7 separate regions of the Mus musculus genome follow, and regions 1, 2, 3, 4, 5 and 7 are each linked to region 6. The links are chromatin contacts, called in public HiChIP or PLAC-seq and promoter capture Hi-C maps. All regions are on one chromosome and are shown on one strand. The core of a region is the stretch at or near the end of the contact, and the rest is flanking DNA. Distances in the headings are between cores, read along the strand shown.

Region 1 (3,733 bases), core at 879-3,378, 750 kb after region 6:
TGGTAGTGCTAGCTTGTCTAAAGCCTGCCCAGCAGTACCACAGAGCAGACTGCAAGGTGTAAGGACACCAAGTAAGGAACCAGGAGGGCTGGGCCCCCAAGAACAGTGCAGCATTCAGTTGGAGTAGTCTGTGTTCAGATCTAGGAGGCAAAACTAGGAGAGCTTGGCTATTCCATGTACTGCAGAGGACAGTAAAGATGCCTTTAACTTTCTGCCCTAGCCATAAGACAGATGATTGCGCTTAGAGGCTGAGCAGAAAGCTGGGCAGTTTGAACACTAAGTCTGAGAGGCTGAAGGCAGGGCTTCTCAGCAGACAATGCTTTCCTGAGACTTGGAGGGGAGGTCCACATATTATTAAATATTAGATAAGGGCTCAGATATTAGTCTCAACTAATCTGAACTGCAGGACAGACAATAGAGTTCTCCTGTATCCAGGTACTATCATTTATAAGATTTCAGGTAAATATAGTAGACTGCAAATCAGATGTTGTAAAATTATAGAAACAGTATACTCAGACAAGGATCTTCATCTGTCTGGAGTTTGGAGTTAGGCATAAAGTGAGACTCCAAGCCCCACGTGACTCTATACAGGTCTCTTGGGAGGTCCCCACATTTCTGCACATGATAAATTCACACTGGTTCTAGGATGCTTAAGTAACTGAGGCATTTCAACAGGCAGAGAGAGATAAGGAGGTCAGATTGCAACAAAGAGGAGGTAAGGAAAACAGGAGTGGCAAATATTGAGACAGGGCAGAATGCAAGAGACCGAAGATCATGGTGGTTCTCAAAATGATCTTTGAGATAGATGAGAGAGTCAGATTGTTAGGAAAAGGAGGAAGGGAAAGACCAGACAAATGAGAAGGAGAGAAAGACTCTAAAGGAACAGCCTGAGCTGGGTGCTTATTCCCCAGGGTCATGTGAACAGCAAGAACCCTCAAGAGGTCCTTGAAACAGCTGGCATCAGAAGGTTGCCAGAAAGTTAAGACTCTAGCCCTAAACTTGTTCAGAATTGTGGGAAGCTATGGGCTGAGAGGTCTACAACCCTGCCATGGGCCAGCCACCTCAGCCATGCAGCCAGGCCGCTTCTCCGTTGGCAGAACTCTCTCTCCGCTTCTTCTGTGGCCCTGACTATTACCATCTGACTGTTATTTTGCCATTTGATGTGGGTAACAGTGAGAGTGACAAAGAAAGCAGCCCCCAGAAGTCAGTTTACTTCTCTTTGGTCACAATGTGCACCAGAGCCGTCACCAGGACATGACTGTAGTCTGACCTCCTGTAAGATACTCTGGTTCTACTGTGGAGCTGGTTGCTTGCTTGGAAAGGTGCTTCAGTCTGACAGGAGTTTTCTCTTCGACTTGCTTATCTACCTCAGCACCACCTCCCAAAGCACCTCAGCTCACTGTCAAAACAAGTCAGACAGGAAAAGATCCACATTCTGTCTGGAATCTCAGGTCAGGGGTTATGGGAGAATTTGTTTCTTACTGAACTGCTATTCAAAGGTCACCAGCCCTAAGGCTTTTGGAGTAAGAGAGACCTATTAAAAAGCTTAGCTTCACAGGTAGGCCCCGTGGCAAAGTTCAGTCACAAATCTACCCCACTGAAAAGGGCTCATTGTTCACCATGAACTCAGAGCATGGCACCCCACTTTTTAAAGACAGAGAGAAAGTACAGACAAGCACATTTTTACATGTCAAGAACCAAGTCCACTAATCACACAAGTACCCACCTTACAGGGCAAAGAAAGCATGCCGGTGCAACCCACAAGGCCCAATCACTATGCAGTCCCCACATCCTATGAAGAGCCAAAGCTTTCCTGAATGGTTGTGTTTTTATTTTTCAAAACAACCGTGTTTCCAAAAGAAGAGAGAGAGAGAATTTGTTCTAAGAGGACCTGGGGCCTCCTACCCAGAAACTGGTCTGCGCTGTCTCTGCTACCCTAGAGGGTGACTTAGTTCTGTTCTTGGGGAGGACACAAGACAGCCTGTTATAGCTTACACAGCCAGTGTGCAATGGTAGGCCTAGGAAGTACTGACTCATACCAAAATGAACTGACTTTGGGGCTGGCCCTTTAAAACTGAAGCATCCTACTTGGTAACTCCTCCTCCAAGGAGGTTCCTTATTAAATGAGAGCTGCTGGCTAAGCGCCGCTGCATTACCGGACCATTACTTTCAACTGCACGTTCCTCCCTGGAGAAGCTGCAGCCTGTCAGCATGGCTCAGGAGTTTGTGAACTGCAAGATCCAGTCTGGGAAGGTGGTCGTGTTCATCAAGCCCACCTGCCCCTACTGCAGAAAGACCCAAGAAATCCTCAGTCAACTGCCTTTCAAACAAGGTCTTCTGGAGTTTGTGGACATCACAGCCACTAACAACACCAGTGCGATTCAAGATTATTTACAACAGCTCACCGGAGCGAGAACAGTGAGTGTGTTTAAATGCTAAGGAAGCGCTGGGGTGTTGCTGTTTCCTTTCCAGAGCTTTGTAGACAGCTAGCTGTGCCTTTTCTAGGATGCCGTTGCCTGGGCTCTGTCCTTCAAAGCAGCCAGAGGACTTTGCAGGGTGTGGGGGAGGGACTCAAGGGAAGACACTGCTCAAATGAGTGGGCAGCAGGACTGCCTGGGAGGACCAGAAGGCAGAACGCTGGTTGGTGTGTGGATAGTGGGCCTGACAGCTGGGCTGGCGGCAGTTAAGTGTTTATCTGAAGGCTTTGTTTTAAGCACTATTTTGAACTGGCAGTGTTCTTCTGGCAAGGCAGGAGGCAGCTTCGAGGCTGGATGTGATCTCTAGCTTTTATGTTATGGATGGGGGCCATAGGCACTCTCTTCCCCCTGTTAGCATGTAGTGGGGTCTGCGGCCCTTCCTTTTCTTTGCACTAGGCTTTCTTTCTTTATCACCTAGTTTGTCCATTCTTACCTAGCCCCACCCACTAGAAAAGTAAATCCTGGACTCCATTTTTGCCTGTGCTGCCTTAATTGTAGGATATTTTCAGGTCTGGTTATCATGATAACTTACTGTATGATCTGATGGATTCTTGCCTTGGAGATCCATCCTCAGTGACGCAGGCTGCAAGATTAGAGGGAGCGCTTCAAAGTCCTGTTCCACAAATCCATATGCAGCTCTCTAAGAACACCTTCCTCCTCAGAAAAGGCTTTCTTTGTGCCTGGGCTGCTGCTGGAATGCCCAGCTCAACAGACTCCAGTGCTGGAAAGTGAGCTTGTTGTACAGTTAACTGGAGTGTTGGGGACAAAGCCGAGGCAGCCCCAACAAGCCAAGAACCTTGGCCACCTGCCTCCAATACCAACTAAAGTGACGCGTGACAGTGAAAAGCAGAGGAAAGAAACTTCCTCAGTGAGGCTTCATTGGGAAGCTGAAAAAATACAGATGTCCATGGATGCCCAAGTCCATAAAATGTATGGTGTGTGTGTCTGTGTACCCTTGTTTACACAACAGCCCAGTGGTTAATGTTGGATGACTTATTTAATCACTCTCAGCCTTACTTTGGTGAGACACCGTCCTTCACTGAATCTGGAGTTCACAGGCTGGGATGGACTGGACTAGCTAGCAGCCAGAACGCCCCTGGGATCTTCCTATCTAGATCTCCCCAGCTTGTGATTTGCACCCAACTTTTTTCTGTGGATTCTGGGGGATCAAACTAAGGTCCTCACTCTCATGCATAAGCACTTACTGATGAGTTACTAGCCGAGCCATCTCCCTTCTTAACTAGAATCTCCTGTCA
Region 2 (3,959 bases), core at 144-2,643, 850 kb after region 6:
CAAGAAATCACAGATTTAAAATTAAATGAAGACACTTGAAATACATAGTGCTACTGTGTTATGAAGATATTTGTAAGTCAGGGAGCTGTCTTCTTTGTCCTTTTATCAAACACTTCAGAGTCAAGCTACTCAAGAGACAAGCTAAGACTTATTTTATTCAACTATCATAAACATGAAGATTTATTTAAGTTCTTAGTGGTATTTCCAATTTATTAACCACTAAAACAAAAGGCTAATATATGAGCATTAGCACTATTAAAAACTAGTCTTTTCAGAGGTTAATAATCAACAAATAAGCCATTTAAAATTAGTTCTCAAATCCCATTCTTTTTTCCCTTGTTCCCATACTATTTTTGACCTGTCCCTGTCTAGAGTATTTTTGCCTACGTTGAGCTGTAAAGGGCAGTATTTATAGAACACATCTCCCTATCCTCCACGAGGTGGACATGAAAACATGACTCTTGGCCAGTGGAACTTCGCGACCCTGTTTGGGGTTGGCACATTCAACTGTCAGCTGTCCATCCACTAAAGAACAAGTCTTGAAACACAGTAACGGCTCTATATTGCCCTGGGGCCATTTTACCTTACAGACGTGACTGGGCTGCCCCCACCACCTCCAAATTGTAACAAAGGATGGGATTTGCCAAAAAATGTAAAAACACAAAAACAAACTAAAAAAACTCTCCAGGCAATCAGGAAATTAAGAAACAAGGGGAGGAGGGATCCAAAAAGGCAAGCTCCTTCCTCCTGGGCACCGCGCAGCCACTGCCCCTTACCCAGACGGGACAGTCGTGCACCACCAGCTTGACGTTCCCGAACGCACTGGCCTGGTACTCAGTGAACACCGGGCGCGCGACCGTGCTGGCCGCGTTCAGCAACAAGCTACTCTCGTCCCCCGACACCAGCGGGCTTCTTCCCAGGTATGTGCGGATGAGCCCCGACGGCCGGTTGTCCTGGTGGAACGTGTCGCCCTCGTTCCCCAACGCCACGATGTGGATGGACCTGCGGGGCCGAGAGGGGCGCGGTGAGCGGGTGGGTACAGCCAGGGCGCGTGGCACGTCCCGGACCCAGACCGTGGCAGAACGGCGACGCGTACGTACATGATCGCGGCTGGCAGGGCGGCGCGGAGATGGCAGCGGGCGGCCTGGCGGGGGCCCGGGCGACGCTCTCACTGCAGTCAGCTCATCCCCGGCCGCGGCCCTCCCGCTCCTACGACGCGGCGCTACCGACGCAGAGGAGCGGGCCGGGAGTGAGCGGCCGGCCGGGCGCTGGCAGCGCTGCGGTCCCTGGTCGCCGCTCCTGGCCGCCGCGCCTCCGCCCGGGCTCCGCCTCCGCTCGGCGGGGCCGGAGGCCCGCACGTGTCGCCCCGAGAGTCCGGCGCGCGGGGGAGCTGGCTGCTGGCCGAGGCCGCGGGACACAAAGGAGCGGTGGGCGCGGGGACGACGCCGGAGCCCGGGAGCAGCTCGCCGCCAATCCGCCTGCAGCAAGTTTCCTCAACTCGGAAGGCTGAAACCTGAGCCGGGAGCGGGGGAGGGGCGGCCTGGCCCCCGCCGGGGACCAGAAGAGAGCCCAGCCAGGAGGCAGCCCCCTGCCCACCCCGCGGTCCCGTACCCACCCCAGCCTTCGCAGAAAGTGTGTTATCGTTTTGTCAATTTACAACATGCGCTTTGGCTGTTTTGTAAAATCGTACTTGTGAAGAAGGAAAAAAAAAAAAGGCAACATTCATGCAGCTGCAGAAAAGGTTCTTTGTTCACGCACCAATTAATTTGCGGGTGCCACTTTGGAAAGGTCATTTACTATTGCAAGCTATATTTGGCATATTTTAACCAAGATTGTGGAATTTGAAGTGTTGGGATTTTTAATGTGTGTGGTTTAAAAAAAAAAGAAAAAAAAAAAAAAGAAAGTTGTAGCAGTTTACTTGGATTTTTTTCAGTACACATTCCAGTTACATTATTTAATAATAGCTCACTGAAAAAGAAGGATCATGTTAATGTAAGGATATTTTAGATTCTTTCGTGATGACACACAGAAGTAAAGCTTGTGGAGGCCCCAAAAGGGCCTCAGACTACCTCCAGTATAAAACACCATGAGGACTGCTAATACTAGGACAGGCCAAAGGCTACTCTGGGGCTCCCTCATAAATATTAAAATTCTCACAAGCATCTCACACACAGTTAAGAGTTCTTGTTTATCTTTTTGATTATTTGCTCTGCTTTGAAATTGGGCTTGTTTTCTCTGTTAAGTGGACCTGTTTTGAGAACTAGATGTTTAAAAGGTCCTGGGAAGACTGAGGAAAACAAGAAGCTGGGAGATGGCCACAACTGTTTATTAGGAATCAGTATTGCTCAGCTGAGACAGAATTAGCTTCCTGTCCATAGACAGGGCAGGGCAGGGGGCGTTCTCTATGTAGTTTACTTAGTCCTCTCTGTTCTTTGAGATAGGTCTTCCCTCCTCAGCCTCCCAAATAGCTGTAATTAGAGTCACTAGTAAAGACAAAACCAAACAAAAACAAAACCAGCCCAGGCTATATCGTGAGCTCCAGAAGAGCCAGTTACATAGTGAGACCCAGTCCTAAATAAATAAATAAATAAATAAATAAATAAATAAATAAATTTTTTCCTTTGTGTCCAAGTACAATGTTTTGTAGTTTCTGGAAATAACCATCCTGAAAGATGCAAATGTGCAGAGTCACAGTTCCTCTTGGATCAAAAGAAAGTATACGGTCTCATCAGTCTAATGGCCCACCAGTCAAACACCATGACACTGAAGTGCATAAATAGATAAAGAATATAGCTTACTGTGAGACTACGCCGGGGCCTAGCAAACACAGAAGTGGATGCTCACAGTCAGCTATTGGATGGATCGCAGGGCCCCCAAAGGAAGAGCTAGAGAAAGTACCCAAGGAGCTAAAGGGATCTGCAACCCTATAGGTGGAACAACTTTATGAACTAACCAGTATCCTGGAGCTCTTGTCTCTAGCTGCATATGTATCAAAAGATGGCCTAGTCGGCCATCACTGCAAAGAGAGTCCCATTGGACTTGCAAACTTTATATGCCCCAGTACAGGGGAACACCAGGCCAAAAAGTGGGAATGGGTGGGTAGGGGAGTGGGAAGGGGTAGGGTATGGGGGACTTTTGGGATAGCATTGGAAATGTAAACGAGGAAAATACCTAATAAAAAATTAAAAAAAAGAATATAGCTTACGTAAATATGAACCTTTTTTTTGAGTTGTTTTCTCCTGTACTGCCTAGGCTGATCTAGAACCCTTGGGCTTACTAAGCAGTCTTCCTAGATCAAATTTCCAGAGCAGTTGAGACTATAGATGGTTAATGAGTTATGAACTAGCTTTTGTAAATGAAGGTAAACTCATCACATCTTATACCATGGATGATCCTTAACGATGTGGTGCTATGTGAAGTAAGCCAATATGGAAGAGAATTACATCATTCTACTTCTGAATTACCTCAAGTAGCCAAGCTCTTACAGCTAGGAAGTAGGACAGAGTATCAGGTGCTGAAGTAGGGAAGGCATGCTATTTTTGGGTACCCAGTTTCAGTTTTGGAAGATGAAAAAGCATAGAAATCAATTGTACAGCAAAATGCACATAGCTAATGTGACTTATGCCAATCACTAAAGCATGGTTAAGATAATAAGTTTTCTGTTACCACGTAAAGCACAATACAGAGAGCATAAGAACATGCAAAAAAGACACCAGATGGAACTGACACATAGCAGAAAGGGAGAAAGCAGACTTCTACTTCTCCAGTTTTCAGTGTTTTAACCTGGCCAGATAGACATGGAATATTGTAAGATACACTATACTCTTGAGAAGTTAAGTCTGTCAGTGTCCACTAGATTCTCAATAGGTACATATTCTCCACATAGCATACGCTATGTGTTCCATAGCTATTAGAGAGACATATAGAGTATAAGGATTAAAGCTTCAGTGAGTGTCTAG
Region 3 (4,043 bases), core at 211-2,710, 970 kb after region 6:
AGTTCCTAGAAGGCACTTTCACAGGAGCAGGGCGGCGGTCTGGGGCGTGGCGGGGGTGGGCGCAGGCAGCCCTGGTTCCGCTCCTCCCGCCGGGCATGGTGATAATGAGGGTGGGGCCAGCGATGGCGGTGGAGTGCCTGGTGGTCCCCAGCCCATTCGCTGATATCGGCTTCTTCCTCCCGCACGCAGCACAGAACTCCTAGGCGCCTCCGCAGCCTCCGCCAGAGACGGCAGTCGCCCGCCTGGAAGAAAAGGTAGATCAAAGGGTTGATGGCGCTGTTGGCCACCTCTAGGACGCGCATCGCCGCCACCAGGCTCTCTCTCTCCCAGTCACCCGCGGGCTTCGATGACCAGGCGGCTGCCAAGCGAGCGGCGAAGTAGGGCAGGTCGCAGCCCACGAAGAGCAGTGCCAGCGCCAGGCTCATTTTCAAGCTTTGCACCTTGGCTTGGGGCAACGCGCTGGGCAAGGAGGCTCTGGCCATACTGGGCGACCAGGGCATCCTAGCCACCGGAGCCTGAGACCCACGCTGCCACCAGACACACAGCAGGTGGCCGCAAGAGAAGCCTAAGAGAGCGACCGGCGCCGCGAAGCCCACGATAGCTTCATAGAGCGCGTAGACCTGCAGGTGCCAGCGCGGCAGGGGCGCGAAGATGCCCCTGCAGCAATGCTTCCCTGGCCAGGCATTGGCGGTTGAAGATGGAGGAGCATCCCAGCGCACCACGAAGGTCGGAGGCAGCGCCAGTAGCAGAGCCAGCAGCCAGCTCAGGGCAGCCAGGGCACGTGCTGGCAACTGAGGGCCCTGAGGAATGCGCACCGCGAGCTGGCGCTCCAAGGCAATGAGCGCCACCAGGTGGGCGGAGGCGCCCCGCCCCGATGCCTGCAGCAGATGGGAAAGGCGACAAGCCAAGTCGCCCAGAGCCGGTCTCGGGTCGCCCAGCAGCTCCCAAGCCAGCTGCGACAATGCTGTTCCTCCACTTGCGTACAGGTCAGCCGCTGCTAGCTGCACAAGCAGGAAGTCCATCTTGCGACGCTTGGGACCCGGCCAGGGTCCGCTGCTACCGCCGCACAGGCGGCAGAGCACAGTGGTGTTGCCAGCTACCGCGGCCACCAGGATGATCCCCAAGAAGACCAGATGGATCCGGTGGCTGGGTGGCCCGCGTGGAGGCGAATGCGGTCCTGGGACAGAGGCTCCTTGCTCAGAAGTCAGGTTGAGACTCCAGCTTGGCTGAGTGGGTACAGAAAGGTTGGATGCGGGATTCAGAATTGCGAGGCTGAAAGGATCTTCCATCCTTAATCCGGAGGAAAGAGAGATACCGCTTAAAAGGCCAAAGTCTATGAGAGGTGGCGCGGGCCACACCGCTGGGTCTCGGCGATTTCCCAAAGTTAGTTGAAAAAGCACACACACCCAGGGTGAGATGGATACGCGTGGATTTGCGCTTAGTTGTTTGTATAGGTTGTTCTTGGTATTTGTCACTCAAATGTGGGTTGTATATTCGAGGAACACACATGATCCCTATTCTCCACCTTCTCCGCTTTTCGCTTCCTCCCCCTCCCCACTGCCCCCCCCCCCATCCCAGCAGAGCATCTTTCTAATCCACACAGCCGCCTCCCTCAGTGGCATCCGTGGACCTCTAGGCTCTGGAAATCTTGCCCTGTGACATATAGCCAGAAAGAAAGTTGTGCATGTGACCACTGCAAAGGCTAACTAATGTTAACTCAGAATCAATTATGAGATAGATAGTTCCTCGGCTGAGATAGTATCCCCACCCCCAACAATTAATTGTGTGATTGCTAACAGGAAAAATTACAAATGCTACTTTTGATAAAAAAAAAAAGAAAAGAATTTTTTTTTTTGTAATGCCATACGTCTGCGCTAGCTTGAGAAATACAAGGACACAAGAAACCAAGCAGGGTTCCTCTATTTCTCCACTTCCGACCCTGCTGGGCCAGCAGTCTACCACAGAACTACAACCAGTCCTAAATAGTAGTAATAGCTTTTTGAGCAGAGTCATTAGGTGAGCCTTTGATAGGGGTATACCTTCCTCTGCCTGCAGTGCTAGGACTTTAATCCGGAGAGAACTATGGGCCCTCCCTTTGCCTGGCAATTAGGAACAGAGAGGTCTGCAGATGCTTTCCAGTACTCTCTTTACTAGCATCAGGGGATGGCAGCCGCTCTCTCCTCTCAGTGATGCAAAACTCATTTTGTCAGTCTGAAGACAGTACTACCAGATTTTTATACAAATGGTGGTTCATGGATTGAGTCCTTCCTAGTATTTTCTTCTAGTGATGGATGTGTCACGCGGGCTTCTCTGTCTCCTGATTCTGTTTTCCAGCAGATGGGAGGTTGCTGGGAGGGACTACGCCTCCAATAAGCCCAGAGAAAAGGTGACTAAGAAAACCATACAGCAGCCAATTTTTAAAAAAGAAATCCAGTTCACAGGAAATGGTTTAGATTTAATGCTGCCACTTTTAGCCTCATTTCACAAACAATTCACTTTTCCCGTTGGAAGCATCAGTTTGTGCATCCATCAAATTAATCATGGTGAAAGTAAAATTTCTTGTACTTCCTGGTCTTGGGCCAGGGAGGAATGGGTGTCTGTTGCTTCCCAAGCTGTGGGAATGTTTGCAACCTACAGATGCATGAATTAGGGGGACTTGGTAGGATTCGTACCACCCTGCTGGTTGCTGTAGAAATCTCATTTTCCTAAGGTCTATCATTTTGGCTGGAGACATGTGTCGTTTTTCATTATCTATCCAGATCCTCATATTGGTCCTGATACATGGCAGATATCAATCAGTCAATATATGTCCAGTTGATGAATTAGTACCAATTTAAGGCATATCAGATAACTTTGAGCAAAGTTCTGGTCCTGACTATAAATGTATCACATAAGATGCTTTTCATGCCTTTGGTGCCAGTATCATCTAGAAGAGCCCAGTAGGGTCTGAGGGTGTGTGGATGCTGATGTCTCTCTTTGCTGGAACATGAAGGAAGAGGAACAGTGGCTACAATGAAGAGTTTCTTGGTACCGTGTGCTCCAGTCTTTCATTTCTGAGCAGCACCTGGCAACCCATGACTGCCTTACCAAACGTTAGTTCAATTATTTCTCAAAGTAATTCCACAGTTTGTTGGAATATTCTCATAAATAATATACCAAGATTCTACCACTGAAAGTTTATTCCATCGAACTTTAGAAAGACTTGATAAAATATTGATTTTAAAAAAATAGTTGTTTTCCAGGGTAAATGGCAACCACTGCTGCTTGGGTTGCCAGAATCAGTTGTGGCCTTGCAAAACCCATAGGACAAGCTGGTCCTGGCCTTCTCCCCCATGTCCTCCTCCTCCTCCTCCTATTTTAAAAAATATTACCTTTAATCTTTTTTTCTACAGCTCAGTCGTTATCCCCCTCCTATTCTGCCCTCTGACAGTTCCTTATCCCATTCCTCCTCCCGTCTCCAAGAAGATGTCCCCACACCCCACATACCCCAGCAAATCTCCCATTCCCTGGGGCCTCAAGTCTCTGGAGGGTTAGGCGCATCTTCTCTCATTGAGGCCAGACCAGGTAGTTCTTTGCTGTCTATGTGTCTGGGGGTGGGGTGGGGGTGGGGTTGGACAAGCTAGCACACACTGTCTCAGGGGTCCGAGTTAGTTGAGACTGTTGGTCTTCCTATGGGGTTGCCCTCATCCTTAGCTTCTCTCAGCCTTTCCCTAATTCAACCATAGGGGTCCTTGACTTCAGTCTATTGGTTGGGTGTAAGTATCTGCTTCTGTCTCAGTCAGCTGCTTGTTGGGCCTCTTAGAGAATGGCCATGCTAGGCTCCTGTCTCTAAGTACATCATAGCATCAGTAACAGTGTCAGGCCTTGGAGCCTCCTCTTGAGATTGATTCCCAAGTTGTCTTCTGGCCTCCACAGACATGCTCACAAACATTATACACATTATTTTAAAAAAATAATAAATAACAATAAAAATAAATTAAAAAAGGAAAAGTGACTGGAAATAGTAAAAGGGTTCAGTATGAAAGGAACACAGTGTTCATAGA
Region 4 (4,015 bases), core at 849-3,348, 930 kb after region 6:
AAGGGGAACAAAATACCCATGAGACAAGATACAGAGACAAAGTGTGAAGCAGAGACTGAAGGAAAGGCCATCCAGAGACTGCCCCACCTGGGGATCCATCCCATCCATATACAGTTACCAAACCCAGACACTATTGTGGATGCCAACAAGAGCTTGTTGACAGGAGCCTGCTATAGCTGTCTCCTGAGAGGCTCTGCCAGTGCCTGACAAATACAGAGGTGGATGCTCTCAACCAACCATTGGACTGAACACAGAGTCCTCAATGGAGGAGCTAGAGAAAGGACCCAAGGAGCTGAAGGGGTTTGCAGCCCCATAGGAGAAACAACAATATGAACCAACCAGTATCTCCAGAGCTCCCAGGGACTAAACCACCAACCAAAGAGTACACATGGAGGAACCCATGGCTCCAGCAGCATAAGTAACAGAGGACGGCCTTGTTGAACATCAATGGGAGGAGAGGCCCTTAGTCCTGTGCAGGCTCGATGCCCCAGTGTAGGGGAATGCCGGGGCTGGGAAGCAAGAGTAGGTGGGTTGGTGAACAGTGGGAGGGGGTTTTCAGAAGGTAAACCACGAAAGGGGATAACATTTGAAATTTAAATAAAGAAAATATCTAATAAAAAAGAAATCTCTTGAAGAACAAGAAGGAGAAGGAGAAGCAGCACTGATACTTTCCAGGGAAGCTAATGAACGTCACGTTGAGTTATGAATCCTGCTGCTGTAGTCTTCCTACTAGGAAAAAAATAATGCCTTGGCTCTCCCTCCAAAATCACTGTTTTTAAAGTGCTATAGTGCTGGAGAACATAATTTTTAATACAGTTTTTGACAAAAAAAAATAAAAATAAAAAATGTTCTGTTCTACCATTGTCTTTAAAAATAAAAACTGTTTTGTTGTTCGTAGATCCCTAAAATTAGATTTCTTAAAGTGAGAATTCCATATAAAACTATTTGTTTTAGATAAGTGGATGGCCCCGACAGTTTTAAACACCTTTCTAATGTAGATAATTCATTCAAGTATAAAGTCACTGAAGACAAAAGACATGAAATTAAAGGTACTCACACTCATGTGTCACTCCTCTTGAGCAATGACTCAGGGACTCTTAGAGTGGGGACCTGGCCCACAAATTATCACAGTGCTTATCTCCAGGGTGACACCCTGGCTTTTAGGCTCAGGGAAGGGAAATGCTTTAGTCAGTAGCAGTTTGATGATAATAAATACATTTGACTAGCTACATTTCACTACCGCTTGGACACTTTGCGTGTAAATGTTCATTACTCCTCACAAAATTAAATATCTGTAAGCTCATATGTTGCTTGGTGTAACTTTCGTGTCACTAGCAGCCAGCGATTTATAAAAGAAAAGAAACAAAAAACAAAAAACATGTGGCCTGAAAGAAAATCATCTTGAAAGTCACAAAAACCGTTCGGCAAAAACGTATAGAGAGTTTTATATTCGCAGTGCACACATGTATCGGAAAAGATGGTTCTGAATGTTTATGTAGGAATGCTAATGTACAAGATTGTCTTCACAAATATCTAAAGTAAAACACTTGCCCAATTTAATGAAGCCGTGCAGCTGAGCGAATTACTGCCAATGTCTGGTATTAAAGATGACAAGGCGTTTCACCAGCGTCTGAATCCCGGACTGCTTCCTAAGAGGCCTGTATCATAGGGTGTGCAGAGGACAACCACGTTAAGGCACCTCTACTCTATACAGCTGGGTGCAACCGCAGGAAGCGCAGCAAGGCTGGTAGCCACCCCCATGGCTTTAGCAGTTCTCAAACCAGTTTTATTTGCTAAGAAGACAGGCCGCAGCTGCTAGATTGAGCGGCGCTAGGGACAGCACGGCAACCAGCAGTCGTCCCGACGGCCATCCCAGGAGAATATTTGGGGTGCGTGGGACGTCAGAAGGATTCGCTTTCATAGTTTATGGCACAAGTGCGGAAAAGCCTATTTAAATGGCTGCAGGTCCCGGCTGTGGCCCAACTGTCAAGGCGAACAGTTCACTGAGGCTCTTGCCAATGCCAGTCCACGAGGGTCCAAACGCTCCCTGCTCAGACACCCGAGGACTCGGAACCGCTGCCAGCGGACGCAGGAAGTGCAGGCCCGGGCGGTGTCCGACCGGAAGCAGCAGCGTGCCAGAAATCTCCGCCCCGCTCCCCTCACCCAATTCCCGCACCGCGAGAACCTAACTTACTGTGCTGGGGTCCTCGCCCCGCCCTCAACACCCAGCTCCCGCAGCCCCTGCGTCCTGCGCCTGCGCGACGCGAGTTTGTGAGGAGGCGGGGCAGGGGTCACGTGCTAGGAAGTACTGGCTCCCCTCCCGTCCCTCCATCAGGCTGCTGTCCTGTTTGTGGAATTTTTCTAGCTCTTGTGGGATATGAGTAGGTGCATCATTTTCTTTCTCTTTTCTTTTTTCAAAGAACGATAATCGGACTCACTCTAAATTTATCCAAATTTTAAATGCACTCAGCAATCTCATCCCTAAGCGAAATAATACCTAGAACATGGGAAAACTTTACAGCCATATACTGTATACCCAAAGGTCCAATTCCATACACTACACCATACAGGCTCCCATGTGTAATATGCTCTCTTTAACACAAATAACTCATTGCTTGAGATACAAATAGGTTAAGTATTTGTGTATACCAAAGCTTTTAAAAATTACTAGATTTAAGGGGAGATGGTGTGTTTTCACTTTCAATTTCTCTTTCAGTGTTACATTAAGAGCAACACAATAAGAACTCCCCATACTTATGCTCAGAGGTGCAAGCTAAATGAGTCTTACTGGTTTGCAAGCATTCTCTGTAAACTGGCACGTGGCAAGCTCTTATAGAGCCCACAACCCGGGCTGAAGTTGATCACTTGAACCCAAGTGTTGGGCAGCACAGACACCCTGCTTTAAAAAAAGAAAAAAGAAAAAAGAGGCCAGCAAGATGATTCATGGAGTAAGGGTGCTTGTAAACGGGACAGCCTGAGTTGTAGCCCAGAGCTCATTTAATGATGTAGGAACTGACTTAACAAACTATGCTGTAGCATGCATGTCCCTGCTCACACAGAATAATAAGGATTTTTTAAAATTAATGATCCTTTGATTCAATAGCTCATAATCTTGGCTAGGCTTTAGATCTGCCTAGGAATTAAAACAAACAAAACCAAAAAACAATAACAAAGCAACTTTGCCCAGTATACCAGATCAATGAAGTAAAAATCTTAGAAAGGATTCAATATATATTTTTGTTTTTTAATTTCTGAAAGCTTTTCATTTTTTCCCTCCCAGAAAGACCAACTGCAATCAGAGGGAGTGAAAGGTCAAGATTTTATTCATAACAAAATCAGCTTAGAACTGGATCACTTGGCCCTTTCTCTTCTTGTCGCCTCACAATTCAAAATGCTCACATCTCTTAATAGCCAGCATCCTCTTAGATCTGCAGTTGGGCTCAATGCACTCCAGTCTCAGCACAATCTTCTTTGTAGAAGCCTTTTTGCGGAAAATAGGCTTAGTTTGTCCACCATAGTCACTTTGTTTCCTGTCATAACGCTGCTTACAAAGAATCCTTGTCCTTCTTGTACTGTGTCACCTTGTGGGGTTGGTCCTTTCCATATTTCTTACAGAATATCTGGTGGACCCTAGGCATGTTCATCATGTTCACAGGATCACTAACTTCCAAAATTATTACACTGTGAATCCAAAATTGGACGTTGAAATCTGTATTTAACATACTAACACAGTGATTTCAGTGCCCCAAAGGACTGGGGACCTGAGACTCAGGGGTCTTGTTCACTTATCCTGGTGTGTTGCATACATTTTTTTTCTTTCAAGACAAAGTTTTGCTGTGTTATCCAGGTTGATCTCAGACTTGTGAGCTCAAATGATTCTCTCAAATCACCCTCCAAGTTTTCTCAAGTCACAGCACTCACAGGTGTGTGCCATCATATCTGGCTTATCCAAATATTTACAAAATGAGCCCCAACAAGTAAAACACAGAGAAGTCCAGAATAATAGCTCAGTGTT
Region 5 (3,682 bases), core at 127-2,626, 710 kb after region 6:
GAATCAGTCACAGCCAGGTTCTGAAATTCCGCATGAACTCATGCTGCCTGAAAAAGCCAGGCATCAACGGTGAGCAACCATGATCTCCGGCCAGCTAGGCACTTTGCTTTCCATTGGGTGGTGACGGTCAGATCTCATTGCTTCTGACAAAGGCCCTCGTCAAACCCATGAGTCATGGTTTGCGTAAGCCACCGCTGCTCAGTGAGAGCAGACCCACTTCCTGACTGCACAGTAGTAACTCTGACTTCCTGACAGCCAAGGCAGACAGGTGCGACAGTGCGGCGTGCAGCGCCATCTGCTGGATAGTGTGGGATAAGCAGCAGCCTGGAGTGGATGGTCTCTGAATTCTGTGAGCTTTGAGACTGCTAGCAGCCAGGCCTGACTGCAAGGCCTGCCAGGAACACTAGCAGAAATACATACCCTCTATCCAAACCATTCCTCGAGGTCCTTTCCTTGTTATAGAATGTGGTGTGGCAAGCACATATGCACATGTGTATTCAAGGTGTATATGTGTTATGTAAAGGGTACAAGATTGTACATGATCTCTGAACAAATAGAAAAAGTGACCATCACTACCCTCATTGCTGGATTTGTACTAAATTTTACAATTAACAGAAACTCATAAATAATCCTATATAATCCCTCACCTTTCTGTATAAGCAGAAAGGAGTAAGGGGTATCAAATACTAGCTCTGCTAGTAGAATTACTCATGACTTAGCCATGAGTGAGACGGCAGCTAACAAGGCTCCTCCTTTCTTTACCAAAGTCTTTGCCCACATGCAAATAAAGACTGGCTGAGCAACTGTTAGGAAGAGGAAATGAAGCAAAACCCAGCCAGCTATGACAAGTCTGACATCAAGCCTCAACTATTTCTGAGGCTGGAAGTGGGTCTCAGAAAACTCTGGCCAGCAATAGGTTTAGGTTTTGGCCAGATGCTACAGAGAAGGTTTCTAACATGAGACAAAATATCTGTTGGAGGAGGAACTGGCCTAGGCATTCATGGACACACAGCATAGGACTAAAGAACTCTGGCCAGGTCTCTTGCTTCCTACAGTTTCCCAGCCGTTGGTGCTCTGCCAGCCTCTGAACTACAGCAGATGTTGCTTCTTGCTTAAACGCTAACTGACTCATTCCCTCTAGACCATAAAGGTAACCAGCTCATCTGACCCCCAAATATAGAGGGATGATTGGAAGATGGTAGGTTTGTTTGTTTGTTGGGTTTTTTTGGTTTGGGTTTTTTTTTTTTTTGGCTTTGTTTTCAACTAGAATGTCAGACTGAGGAACGCCTGGAACAAATAGTTCTGGGTTAGAGGTCAGGGGACTGGCTGGACTCTAGGGCAAAAGCAAACAAGGCTTTTCACAGTGGCTTGCAGGGATATGGTGACAAACCTGCCTCCAGTGGACAGACAAGGAACACTGCTGGCTGGGCTCGACCTTAGGCAGCTGGAGCAGGCCAGGAAAACGTGTTATAGATTCTGCCTCTGCCCCTGTCACATGGAAGTACACAGCATAGGTAACAAGCCAGATGAGGCTGGATCGGCCTTGAGTGCCACAGATGGACCTCTTTTTTGGGTCTCCTATCTGCGAGGAACGGGTCTCTGGTTGCAGGTGGGCGAAGGAGTGGGGTGACAAACAGACACGACACGAGAGAGTATGTTGAATCTGAGTATAATGTCCAAACGAAAAACAGACTTTTTTATACAGAAGAAAAAACAAGAAAAGCCAGGCAGGACATATCTGCTGAATTACAGTGACACAAAACAAAAGGAATCTATACATCAAAAGATGGCGGGGACCAGGCCGCTGTTTACCACTTAGAATGGAGCCAGGTGTAATGCCAGTCTATTGTTAAGCCCACCACTAGGGGTTCTTAGTAAAAACTTGATTATGCTGTTCCTTTGGGCCTAGTGAAGAAACTGGTCCCAGGGGGATTCCCTAACTCTTTGATGGATAACTCACCTATTCACTAGGCCTTTGTATATTCCCTTGTTTGGGTGAGACTGGCTACTGTCCTAAGTAATCACTCTGCAGACCAGCCCTGAGCTATCCTAGCTCCATTCTTTGTAATTAGTTTCACCATCTCTACTAGAAGTGAATTTGAATGTTACTGAATAGGTATCATTCTTACTGAATTCCTACTGAATTCCAAGATTGTCAGCTTCAAGGATTTGGAACACTGGCAGAGGCTCACCTATGTCAAAATTCAACCTTTAAAGGCACTTATAATGAATCAATACTGAAAGAGAGCATACACCATACTAACGTGGGGATCGGGTTTGAGTATACGGGCTATGAGAATGCCAAGGTTCCAGGAGGCTGAATTTCCTTGAAACTCTTTGCCTCGCGACTGCCTCCAGGCTTTTCAACCCCGACAGGCAGACTTCACTGGAGTGGGCATAGCACTTGAGAGCTCTGGACTTGAACGTGTCTCACTGTAATGTGGCAGCACTGGTGCCATAGCACTGGAATAGCACTGCAGTGTAGACCAGTAGCTGCTGTGAGGCCCTCCCAGCCCTGTGGCTGCTAAGCTTTACCCCATCCATTCCACAACACACATGGTTCTGTTACTGTCACAGGATTGGGCCGCATGTACATGAGACATGGCAAAGGAACATGGTCTTTGCAATCGTTTGCCATCTAGTGAAACCGTCTATACAGACTGGCATAGTTTGCAGACTCCAGGAGGCAGTTTGAATTTGCTGGGTCACCACAGATGATATATTTGTCAACATCTGTTTTCACAGATCTAGCTCACTCCTGCCAGCAGTAGGCCTGGGTTCCCCCTGAAGCCAAGAGTCCCTAACAGCAGAAAAAACAAACAAGTGCCAGGTGCCAGGTGTGGGTCTAAACTTTAGACTCTAAAACTGTGGTTCTCAACCTCCCTAATGCTATGACCTTCATATTGTGGTAACTCTCAAACATAACATTATTTTGTTACTACTTCATAAATGTAATTTCGTTATTGTTATATTATCTGTATACTGATAATATACAGATTATCTGATATGTGAACCCAAGGGGAGGGGGGCATCGAGAACCACAGGTTAAGAACCACTGCTCTAAAGGCTTTGCAGGGGGAAGGGGAAGGTGTCTCACTGTAATGTGGCAGCACCGGTGCCACAGCGCTGGAATGGTACTGCAGTGTAGAAGAGTAGCTGCCGTGAGGCCCTCCCAGCCCTGTGGCTGCTAAGCTTTACCCCATCCATTCCACAGCTCAGCCTTGAGTGTCGGAGAAAGAGGCATAAATGTGCTGGCTCTTCCCACAGGAGCAAGGAAGAGTTAACTCCACATCAGCTTGTCCCCAGCCTTGTCCTGGCTGCCTCTGGTGAGGCCCATCCTCCAGGCAAGTCATAGATAGCCTTTGTCCAGGAGATGGCATCCAGGATACTATACCACACAGTTTATTTCCAAACTAACCCCCAGTTCTTCCAAGAACCTGGAAAGTTATTTCCAGAAATTAATTTTAAATTTTCCTACATGATAAGTGAATATCTGAATGTCTAACATTAGGAAAATGGTACATCCTAGTTTGTAGAAGTTTTAAATATGTAGAGAAAGGGGGCAATAACACAAAAGTGGGCTTCTTTTAGGCTCATGCAAAACCAAAAGAGACATTGTAGACAGATGGATACTAGTGTAAGATCTGAAGCAGAGAAGGTAAGTGGTGAAACCATCCAACAT
Region 6 (3,918 bases), core at 763-3,262:
ATTTTATAGAAGCATACGTTTTTATAAATTTGCTTTCTAAGGTCAAACAGATGTCATGACCATAGGAACTTATTCTTTCTTTAACACTAACCTTGCACTTATTTCTTTTCCAAACATCCGATAAGTCATTAACTGAATCACTGGGCGTTGGGAGCAGTCATGGTGAGCATTCCATAATAGAAACATGGTTCTGTTCAATATCTGAATTATTCCCTTCTCTATAAAAACTAGTAAGATCACAATGCTACTGAAAAAAATTTAAGTGCTAGAGTGTAGATCCCAGCATCCTGAAAAACAACAAACAAACAAACAAACAAAAAACTAGGTCCGGTTTAATCTCAGGGCTATGAAGGACAGAAACAGGGGATCACTGAGGCTTGCTGAATGACAGCCTAGCCCAGGTTCAGTGAGAGACCTTGTCTCAAGGGAAATAAGGCAAAAAGTGATAGAGTAGGACACCCAACATTGTGTTCTGGCTACATACAGTATACACAAACACACGTGTCCGCGCCCCCCCCCCCCCCACATACCCTACTGAACCCTTCATCAAGTCTTGCCTCGTTTTCATATAGTGGAGACCATCTCTTGCTTCTTTTCTCTGTTTGTTGTAGTCCCCTTTCCCTGTAGTCTTCCTTTTCTTGCTTTATGCCATGCACCCTCCCCCATCCTCCACTCCCACTCCCTTTAGGAGGTTAAATAATCTTTTTCAGAAAAAAAAAATACACCTCTCAATTTCTTTTCCTTGCCAAGTAGGCCCGGTGAACAAGATGCACATAGTAACCATCATGACCCTCATCAGACTTCCACTAAGGCTTCCTAGTTTGCTGTTCAAAGGAGGGAAAGACCCAGGTCAAACAGAAAGCTGCTGAGAGCTGGCCAGGGCAGCAGCGCCCTTTCTGCTCAGAAGGCTTTCATAGAGGCACTGAGATTATCGCTGTCCACACATCGGTGCTGAATATTAAAGGCTGGGGTTTGCTCTCCTCTGTTCAATCCCTCCAGTTAGAGTCCATCAAGGCAGTATGATTGCTGTTTCGAAGGTGGGCATAGGGACGTTCTCTTATTCTCCCTCTAAGGGCAATCTGTATTCCACAAAGATTCTTGCTGTATTTTATGTGAAAGTACCAGCACAGCTTCAAGTCAGTGCCAAAGTTAAAATCTCCAGTGAGGGAAAAATAGAAAGTTCTGGGTTAATGAAACTTGCCACCTCCCTCACTGAGTCGATATGAAAGTCTTTGGGGCTCTGAACCTCCTCGTTGAAAATTTAAAACATGTTTCTATGTTAAAAACTCATGTTGCTAATCAATCAGTCTTCCTTTTCTCCTTTTTAATGTAAACACTGTAATGATGGTGGCCCTGGGCTCCAAATGATCTGGGGTCGAATTTTAGAAACTGCTTTAGTAGGGGTCAGAAGCAAGAGAGGAGGAATTACGAGTGATTTAAAACGCACTATAAAAATGTTGTTTCAACACTGTGTAGAGGAAGTGCTTATTTCCTTACAGGATTTGAAACAATGCATCAGGTAGCTTCGCTCCTCTGCTCCCAGCCTCTGAAAGATCAAAACACGAGTCCTAGATTGTGTCTGTTTTATAACAAATGCTGATACTCAAGAACCATTATAAGAATTCTATCATCACCAGGCACATTCATAGGAGATATAAGGTAAGATAGAGAAAATAGATGGAAGGCGGGGGTGGGAGGTAGGGAGTGAGGGGTAATTGTTGTGCTTCCTGCCTTGGGATCTTGGTAGTTATATTCAAATGAGGCGGTTCTCTTTGAAGAATGGAGATGTTTCTCACAGCTACAGTATTTATGAACAGGCAGCAGAACTGACCGATCCCACCAGTTTCTTTTCCTTTTCTTAATCCTTCCCTGCCTATTTTAGTCACTTCTCCACCCCGCCGGGAATACCATCCAGTTCTCAGTCCAGGTAGATCTGACGTCAAGAGATGGCTTTCGTCGATTTGACGTGTAAACACTCATTTCTATTCTGGTTGGTAAGGCTGGGGCTCCACTCAGTCGGGAGACTGAAGCACTTTAGTGAGCGCTCGCTCTCGCCGCCCAGCCTCTCCCAGTGAGCCTCTAGCTCTAGTAGAGCAACCCAGAGCCAGGAGAGGTTTTAAGCTGCTGGGTGGAAAGGTCGAGTCTAGCTGGTGTGTCTCTGATCTTGCTTCTTTTCTCCCAGCCCTTCCTACTTGTGTGAGAACAAGGTTTTGAGCCATGGAGCAAAGAGGTTGGACTCTGCAGTGTACTGCTTTCGCCTTCTTTTGCGTTTGGTGTGCACTAAACAGTGTAAAAGCAAAGAGGCAGTTTGTTAATGAATGGGCGGCGGAGATCCCCGGAGGGCAAGAAGCTGCCTCTGCCATCGCCGAAGAACTGGGGTATGACCTTTTGGGTCAGGTAAGAGTTTCCACTTTCGAAAAACTTTCTGGGGCTTAAGGACTCTGGTAGGGCTAAAGTGAAGTGGGAGCCGCTTGCGCTACCCGGCGCCCAGTGTCGCAAGCAGCTCGGAGAATCCTCCCCCTGCTCGCGCTTTTAGAGGAGAAATGCTTGCATTATTTACTGTTTGGGCTGGGCGCCGCTAAACAAGAGGAAGCTGCTCAGCCGACACTGTTCTCTCTGTTGTTGGCTCTAGACTTGAAATCCTCTTCCTCGAGGTTTGGAAAATGAAATAAAAAGCCTTTTACGTTTGTTCGGGGAACTTGAAGGTGCACAGGGGCTCTCGTCTATCTTGGGAAAGGAAGTGAGCTCGGTCCCCTGGGACACAGGAGGCTTGCGGCCAGAGCTGACGCTTTCCTTCTTTTTCAATATGGCAGCACCAGCTCCCAGTACTGAAAACAGGGGACAGGCAGGCTTGAAGATTCCTGAGTGTAAGGGCGCGCCCAGCTGCTGGTACTAGTGACTCCCCAGTCAGGTGATGGTGGTGGTAGTTCAGAATCTGTAGGGGAAACTGGAAGGGGATTAGGTAGGGGAAAAAGTCCGAGCATCGCCAGTGGGGGAGTTCAGGATTTTCCCTGATAACTTGTGAAGTCTGAGCTTCCTAACTTTGCATGGCCAGTGTCTTAGCATGGTCTGGTTGCAGAAATGACTGTGGGGAAAGGATCTCTTTCTGTCTTGTACCTCGGCCGTGTGCACAAACATTTCCTGGGGTTTTCGGGTTATGAGATAAACTGATATTTGTCCAAGTGTATGCTGAATTAACAGACAGGTGGGGAGGGGTGCGCAGAAGCATTAAGTTGGAGTCTGCTTGGCAGAGCAGTCCCAAAAGAGAATCACAGAGGGTGTGATTTCTAATCTGAGCATTTCTTTCCCTTGAAATGGAGTCAAACCCCTCACCATTGCCAGGGAAATTGTCCACAGTTAAGGGGGGAGAGGAGGGAGTAACGAGTTGTAAAACATTTTGGCGCGTTTTCTATTCTGGAGGTGGTGATTGAGACTCTGAAGTCACAGATGAGTAATCGGCGTAGGCAGTGTCTATTTCATACATCAAATCCACTAGGAAATATTCCTTCTCTAGCCAGAGGCTTCATTCTCTAACTTTGTGAGCTAAATGGTCCTGAAAGACCCAGCATGAAACTCAATAAAATTCCCAGAGCCTTTCTGAACAGTTCCAGGCTGTGCCTTAGGGACTGAAGACTAAAAGGAGGATAAGACATGCTAAGGACAATGGACCTGAATGCAATTTGTGTGAGAGATGTTGTAGTTGGTGGTTTAATTCAGCATGTTTTTTGATAGAAGGGGGAAAGGTAGAAGGGAATTTGGGGGGGGGGCATGAAAAAAAGCTACGGAAAATATCTACTACACAGGAGTTGAGTAAAGTCTGAGGCTGCCAGAAGAACATGGTGAGTAAGATTGGAGAAGTCACTCCAGGCATAGAAAATAGTTTACAGGGGAAACAGACACAAAGCTGCTTCGTATTGT
Region 7 (3,905 bases), core at 544-3,043, 690 kb after region 6:
CTACTGGACTCCAGTTTCGACCAGCCTGCTTTAGGAGTTTGGTCTCTGACTTAGTGTTAGTCTTCTAGAGGGGCCCACTAATATCTCCTCACTGGCCACTTACATTCTCCTTCCATGTGGTTTAGTGTTTCCCAGAGAGAAGTGAAATAAATGTTTTGCATGGAAGGTAAACTTTGCACCACCCTGCCTGCACTCGTAAGTCAGCTCTCAGTGCTTTGTCTCCTCCAGACGATAAACATCACCTTTAGCTTGCACAGTGCTTCACTTGAGGCTGGTCCTTGGGTCACTAGTGGCCTCTAGGACTTCTGCTAATACAGTCCCCACTCCTACCATTTCTATTGTGCCTTGCAAAAATGAAATGCCACGGCCAGCTTTGCTTCCCACTTGTTGATGGGGCCACTGTTCCTGGCCTTTGTAGCATTGTATGTGGATCCCCCTTTAGTTGTGAGAAAGGGGACTTGACACTGCTATGCCTTTGTCTTGATCTTTATGCATTCAGCTATATCATAACTGCCCGTCGTGCTGAAAAAGTGGCCTATTCTTATCACTCCACAACTGCAGTCCATGATGTCTTTTCATCTTAGTAACTTGATAACTTGCTAGCATTGTTAGCTATTCTAACCCCTTTTAGAAGATTAAAGATATATAGCTTTTATATAATTTTTCAAAAAGAAATTGAGGTTTTGTAGATCTCTCAATTTCCTTTCTCTGAAAAGAAAAGGAGAAAGTCGCATCACTGAGAAACCCCAGGATGGCCAATTGCACCATTTCCTGTCTACTATGAGGTCTGGCATGGTGGTGATCTAAAATTTGCAATGGCTGTGCATGATGAAAATTACAAGGGTATTTCTGAAATTGCCCCTTTGTCCTCATTATGAGTGTTCTCCACCAGTGCCTAGTTACTTAAAAATATGTGGCTGTACTTAAATATTTAACAAAACAACGGGCATCTATTATCCCATGCAGTAACTGCAGCTAGAAGCAGCTTAGCTGGGTAGTTCTAGTTTAATATCCCTCAAAATGTTAGAATCAAGCCATCAGCTGAAGCTTGAGTTGTGTCAGGCCTTAACCTTCCCAGAGAATCTACTGTGCAGCTTACTCCATGGCTGTTGGCTGGATCCCCCTTTTCCTCACCATGCATAACTGTTCCTAGGCTGAGAAAGTGTCCTTACAGAAGGGTGATAGACTGAAAGAAGGGAAAGAGATAGACAAAATCCAGATGAAAGCCAGTAGTTTATAACCCAATACTTGAGGTGCAGACTTAGCTTATATAGCATTTCAGACATTTCTCTGCTGGGTCCACAACAGCCTTCAGCCATACTCTCTTCAGGACTGCGATGACAACCCTATGCCCATGTGCTTTTGTAAAAAATAAAACGTAGAATTGAACTCTGAAGAGTTTTCCAAAAAAGTCTAGAATTGTGGACTGAATGTTATACAGTATTCTATGATGGGTCTAGTCAGCATCTTGCCTCGGATTGCCTGCCCCAGGCCAAGGAGGGAGGAAATATGAGACGTAATCAAGTTTGAGAAGTAGAAAGGCTTGCTTCTAGAGCTCCTGCCTTAGTGGAAATCATCCATCCATTAAAACATGACACATTTAACCTATGGCAACACTGACACTTTAAAAAAAAAGTAAGAATTGTTGCCTTCAAAAGGGCTGCAATCCAAATCTCAGTGCCAAGCAAAAACAACTACCAGGTGCCAAAACTGAATGCCAAGGTAAAGCTGATGCTAGAAACCAAATAATGAGGCCTCTCTGATGAGAGCACAGCCTGACAGTAGAAGCAGGCCAGGGCAGAAGGGTCAAGTTTGGACAATAGGTCCTGACTACCACCCAGCAACTCAGCCAGCATGGGAAGAGGGAACATGAACTAACCGAGAATTCTTAAATGATTTGACCTGGTTGTCTTCCTAACTCCCAGCCTGGGACTTACTGGTAGTCTAGAATAAAATGAAAACATGGCCTTTGCCTTCTTTGCTCTGTTGCTAAAAGTGTACTCTGAGTTGGATCTGACCCAAAAACCCCCTCCTCAGGGTGTTCACAGTCTGGGAAGCTGCTAAGAAAGGGAAGGAATCAGTCTTGCCCAGCTGTGATCTATGAAGCACAACCATGGCTAGCATGGAGATACCCCTGAAAGCACAGTAGCAGTAGCACTTATATCTTGGAGGTGACCAACACCTACTGATTGGATGTAAGGCATGTGCAACAGGACAGAAATCATTTATGGTAATGGAAACCTAACCAACTATCCAGGTCTAGTGAGATCATGAGTCATAGAGAACCTTTACTAAACCAAGATAATTCCTAACTGAATTCTAAATGCTTATCCTTAGACCCACACATAAGTCCAGGTTAACAAAAAGGTGATCATTTAAAAAAAAAACAAAACAAAAAACCCAACAACTCCTCCTTGCAGCAGACAAAAAAACATTACAAAAATCACAACTGCTTGATTTCAAAGAGAAACTGATCCTGGGGATGCCCAGTCTCAGTTGATATATCCACAACACAACCCCACACCTAAGGCTCAAGAAACATCACAGAAGATTAATGGAAAGATTGTAAGAGCCACGGGACCAGGAAGTCTGCTTTCAGGTTGTTTCTCCTAGAAATGATAGGGAAGCTACATCCATCAATAATATGGACGCCTAAATAGATCTAAACAATAACACTAATACACATACTAACATGGAAGGAGGACATCTCATGGGGGGCACCCCGAAACTAAAAACTACAGATAGCTAATGTGAGAGGGAGAACAGACTTGTCCTCAGGATGCGTTAATGCTAAAATGGTTTACCATTTTACCCTGAAATCGGAAATTCTAGATTACCCTGAAATCGGAAATATGCAACACTAAACAAACTTAAGCAGGTGTGCCAAAAAAGAAAAAGAGGCCATGAATTTGAGGGGGAAATCAAGCCAAGGAATATGGGGGAGTAGAAGAGATGTTCTTCCTCTTAAATTCCAAAACAAGAAAAATTTGGATAGGGAAAAAGAATAACCAACAAGATCTTTAAGAACTGGAGGGGGGGGGGGCTAGGTGAGGATGTGATGGTGCATGCCTTTAATCCCAGCACTTGAAGACAGAAAGCAAGTGGATCTCTTTGAGTTGGAGGCCAGCCTGGTCTGCATAGTGACTTCCAGGCTATCCAGAGCTACATAGAGAGACCCTATTTCAAACAAACAAAAGAATTAGACCAAGCAGAAGATAAAAGGAAATACACTCTGCAAAAATCCCAAACAGTGGACACTGGACATAGTAAAAGTAGAAGTTCCCCATCCCAACCAGTTGTAGAAGTAACTACAAGAGTACACTAGTTCGCTGGGCGTGGTGGCACACGCCTTTAATCCCAGCACTTGGGAGGCAGAGGCAGGCAGATTTCTGAGTTCAAGGCCAGCCTGGTCTACAGAGTGAGTTCCAGGTCATCCAGGGCTATACAGAGAAACCCTGTCTCAAAACAAAACAACAACAACAACAAAAAAAAAACAAAAACAAAAAAAGAGTACACATATTCACATATTCATGCAGTGATTTTTTTCCTGCTGTCCAAATATCAAACATCAGTTTTTACTTAACAACATTGCCTGAACTAATGTTAATCTCTCATGACCACGTTCATTCCTAGCAGTTACATGCTTTCTCATTATTTTTAAACATTAAATTAATTGTGAAATCTGGAATTTGCAACAATATCCAGACACTTCTCCCTATCTAAGTGTTTCACATTTAATAACTGAGCCCTTCACAGTCTACTGCACCTCGTAAAACCTCTTAAAAACCTAAAATCATGAAAAATTGTTCCAAATTTTAAAAAAAACAATTTTACATTAATTTCTAGATGCGAGAAATTAAGTTTGTTTCTTGAACTTGGCAGCTTCCAGAGGCAGCTATAAATCG

The links. Promoter capture Hi-C pulls out the DNA fragments that hold promoters and counts their contacts. HiChIP or PLAC-seq counts read pairs in DNA pulled down with a chosen protein or histone mark.
Region 1: a contact with region 6 is called in a promoter capture Hi-C map of liver, with 7 times the contacts expected there. The contact joins the promoter of Glrx here to the promoter of Pcsk1 in region 6. A contact is called at or near these places in 10 of 39 promoter capture datasets (cranial neural crest, embryonic stem cells, hippocampal neurons and 4 more), 1 of 484 Hi-C or Micro-C datasets (LSK cells) and 3 of 115 datasets of contacts at active chromatin or transcription factors (acute myeloid leukemia, astrocytes and embryonic stem cells).
Region 2: a promoter capture Hi-C map of stem cell-derived epiblast-like cells shows a contact between it and region 6, with 4 times the contacts expected there. The contact joins the promoter of Rhobtb3 here to the promoter of Pcsk1 in region 6. A contact is called at or near these places in 6 of 39 promoter capture datasets (the C10 cell line, cranial neural crest, hippocampal neurons and 2 more).
Region 3: an H3K4me3 HiChIP or PLAC-seq map of bone marrow-derived macrophages shows a contact between it and region 6, with 2.6 times the contacts expected there. The contact joins the promoter of Gpr150 here to the promoter of Pcsk1 in region 6. A contact is called at or near these places in 7 of 39 promoter capture datasets (the 3T3-L1 cell line, embryonic stem cells, hippocampal neurons and 3 more) and 1 of 115 datasets of contacts at active chromatin or transcription factors (bone marrow-derived macrophages).
Region 4: a contact with region 6 is called in a promoter capture Hi-C map of hippocampal neurons, with 4 times the contacts expected there. The contact joins the promoter of Rfesd here to the promoter of Pcsk1 in region 6. A contact is called at or near these places in 5 of 39 promoter capture datasets (the 3T3-L1 cell line, cranial neural crest, hippocampal neurons and 2 more).
Region 5: a promoter capture Hi-C map of hippocampal neurons shows a contact between it and region 6, with 4 times the contacts expected there. The contact joins the enhancer-like site here to the promoter of Pcsk1 in region 6. A contact is called at or near these places in 5 of 39 promoter capture datasets (embryonic stem cells, hippocampal neurons, liver and 1 more), 1 of 15 datasets of contacts at CTCF or cohesin (large pre-B cells), 1 of 484 Hi-C or Micro-C datasets (cerebral cortex) and 3 of 115 datasets of contacts at active chromatin or transcription factors (bone marrow-derived macrophages and embryonic stem cells).
Region 7: a contact with region 6 is called in a promoter capture Hi-C map of liver, with 2.9 times the contacts expected there. The contact joins the enhancer-like site here to the promoter of Pcsk1 in region 6. A contact is called at or near these places in 7 of 39 promoter capture datasets (cranial neural crest, embryonic stem cells, hippocampal neurons and 3 more) and 1 of 9 other capture datasets (embryonic stem cells).

The regions. Positions count from the first base shown.
Region 1 is chr13:75,837,758-75,841,490 of GRCm38.p6, forward strand. It overlaps Glrx (glutaredoxin), which reads left to right and starts at 2,129. Exons shown (of 3, transcript NM_053108.4): 1 at 2,129-2,418. The coding sequence starts at 2,212. It overlaps Gm41005 (a long non-coding RNA gene), which reads right to left and starts at 3,311. Exons shown (of 2, transcript XR_873685.2): 1 at 3,010-3,311.
Region 2 is chr13:75,942,431-75,946,389 of GRCm38.p6, forward strand. It overlaps Rhobtb3 (Rho-related BTB domain containing 3), which reads right to left and starts at 1,394. Exons shown (of 12, transcript NM_028493.2): 1 at 1,101-1,394; 2 at 777-1,002. The coding sequence starts at 1,102.
Region 3 is chr13:76,055,536-76,059,578 of GRCm38.p6, forward strand. It overlaps Gpr150 (G protein-coupled receptor 150), which reads right to left and starts at 1,461. Exons shown (of 1, transcript NM_175495.2): 1 at 1-1,461. The coding sequence starts at 1,289. The coding sequence ends at 6.
Region 4 is chr13:76,016,464-76,020,478 of GRCm38.p6, forward strand. It overlaps Rfesd (Rieske (Fe-S) domain containing), which reads right to left and starts at 2,099. Exons shown (of 4, transcript NM_178916.5): 1 at 1,058-2,099. It also overlaps the pseudogene Gm4165.
Region 5 is chr13:75,797,750-75,801,431 of GRCm38.p6, forward strand. No RefSeq gene overlaps it. Among named protein-coding and RNA genes, the nearest start is that of Glrx, 40 kb to the right of the region's middle. Within about 2 kb of position 1,377, at least 154 of the 459 cell types and tissues checked have an H3K27ac peak or open chromatin away from gene starts, as enhancers often do. A contact at or near this core is called in bone marrow-derived macrophages, cerebral cortex, hippocampal neurons and 1 more, where this site is marked.
Region 6 is chr13:75,087,845-75,091,762 of GRCm38.p6, forward strand. It overlaps Pcsk1 (proprotein convertase subtilisin/kexin type 1), which reads left to right and starts at 2,013. Exons shown (of 14, transcript NM_013628.3): 1 at 2,013-2,397. The coding sequence starts at 2,218.
Region 7 is chr13:75,778,583-75,782,487 of GRCm38.p6, forward strand. No RefSeq gene overlaps it. Among named protein-coding and RNA genes, the nearest start is that of Glrx, 59 kb to the right of the region's middle. Within about 2 kb of position 1,794, at least 5 of the 459 cell types and tissues checked have an H3K27ac peak or open chromatin away from gene starts, as enhancers often do. A contact at or near this core is called in liver, where this site is marked.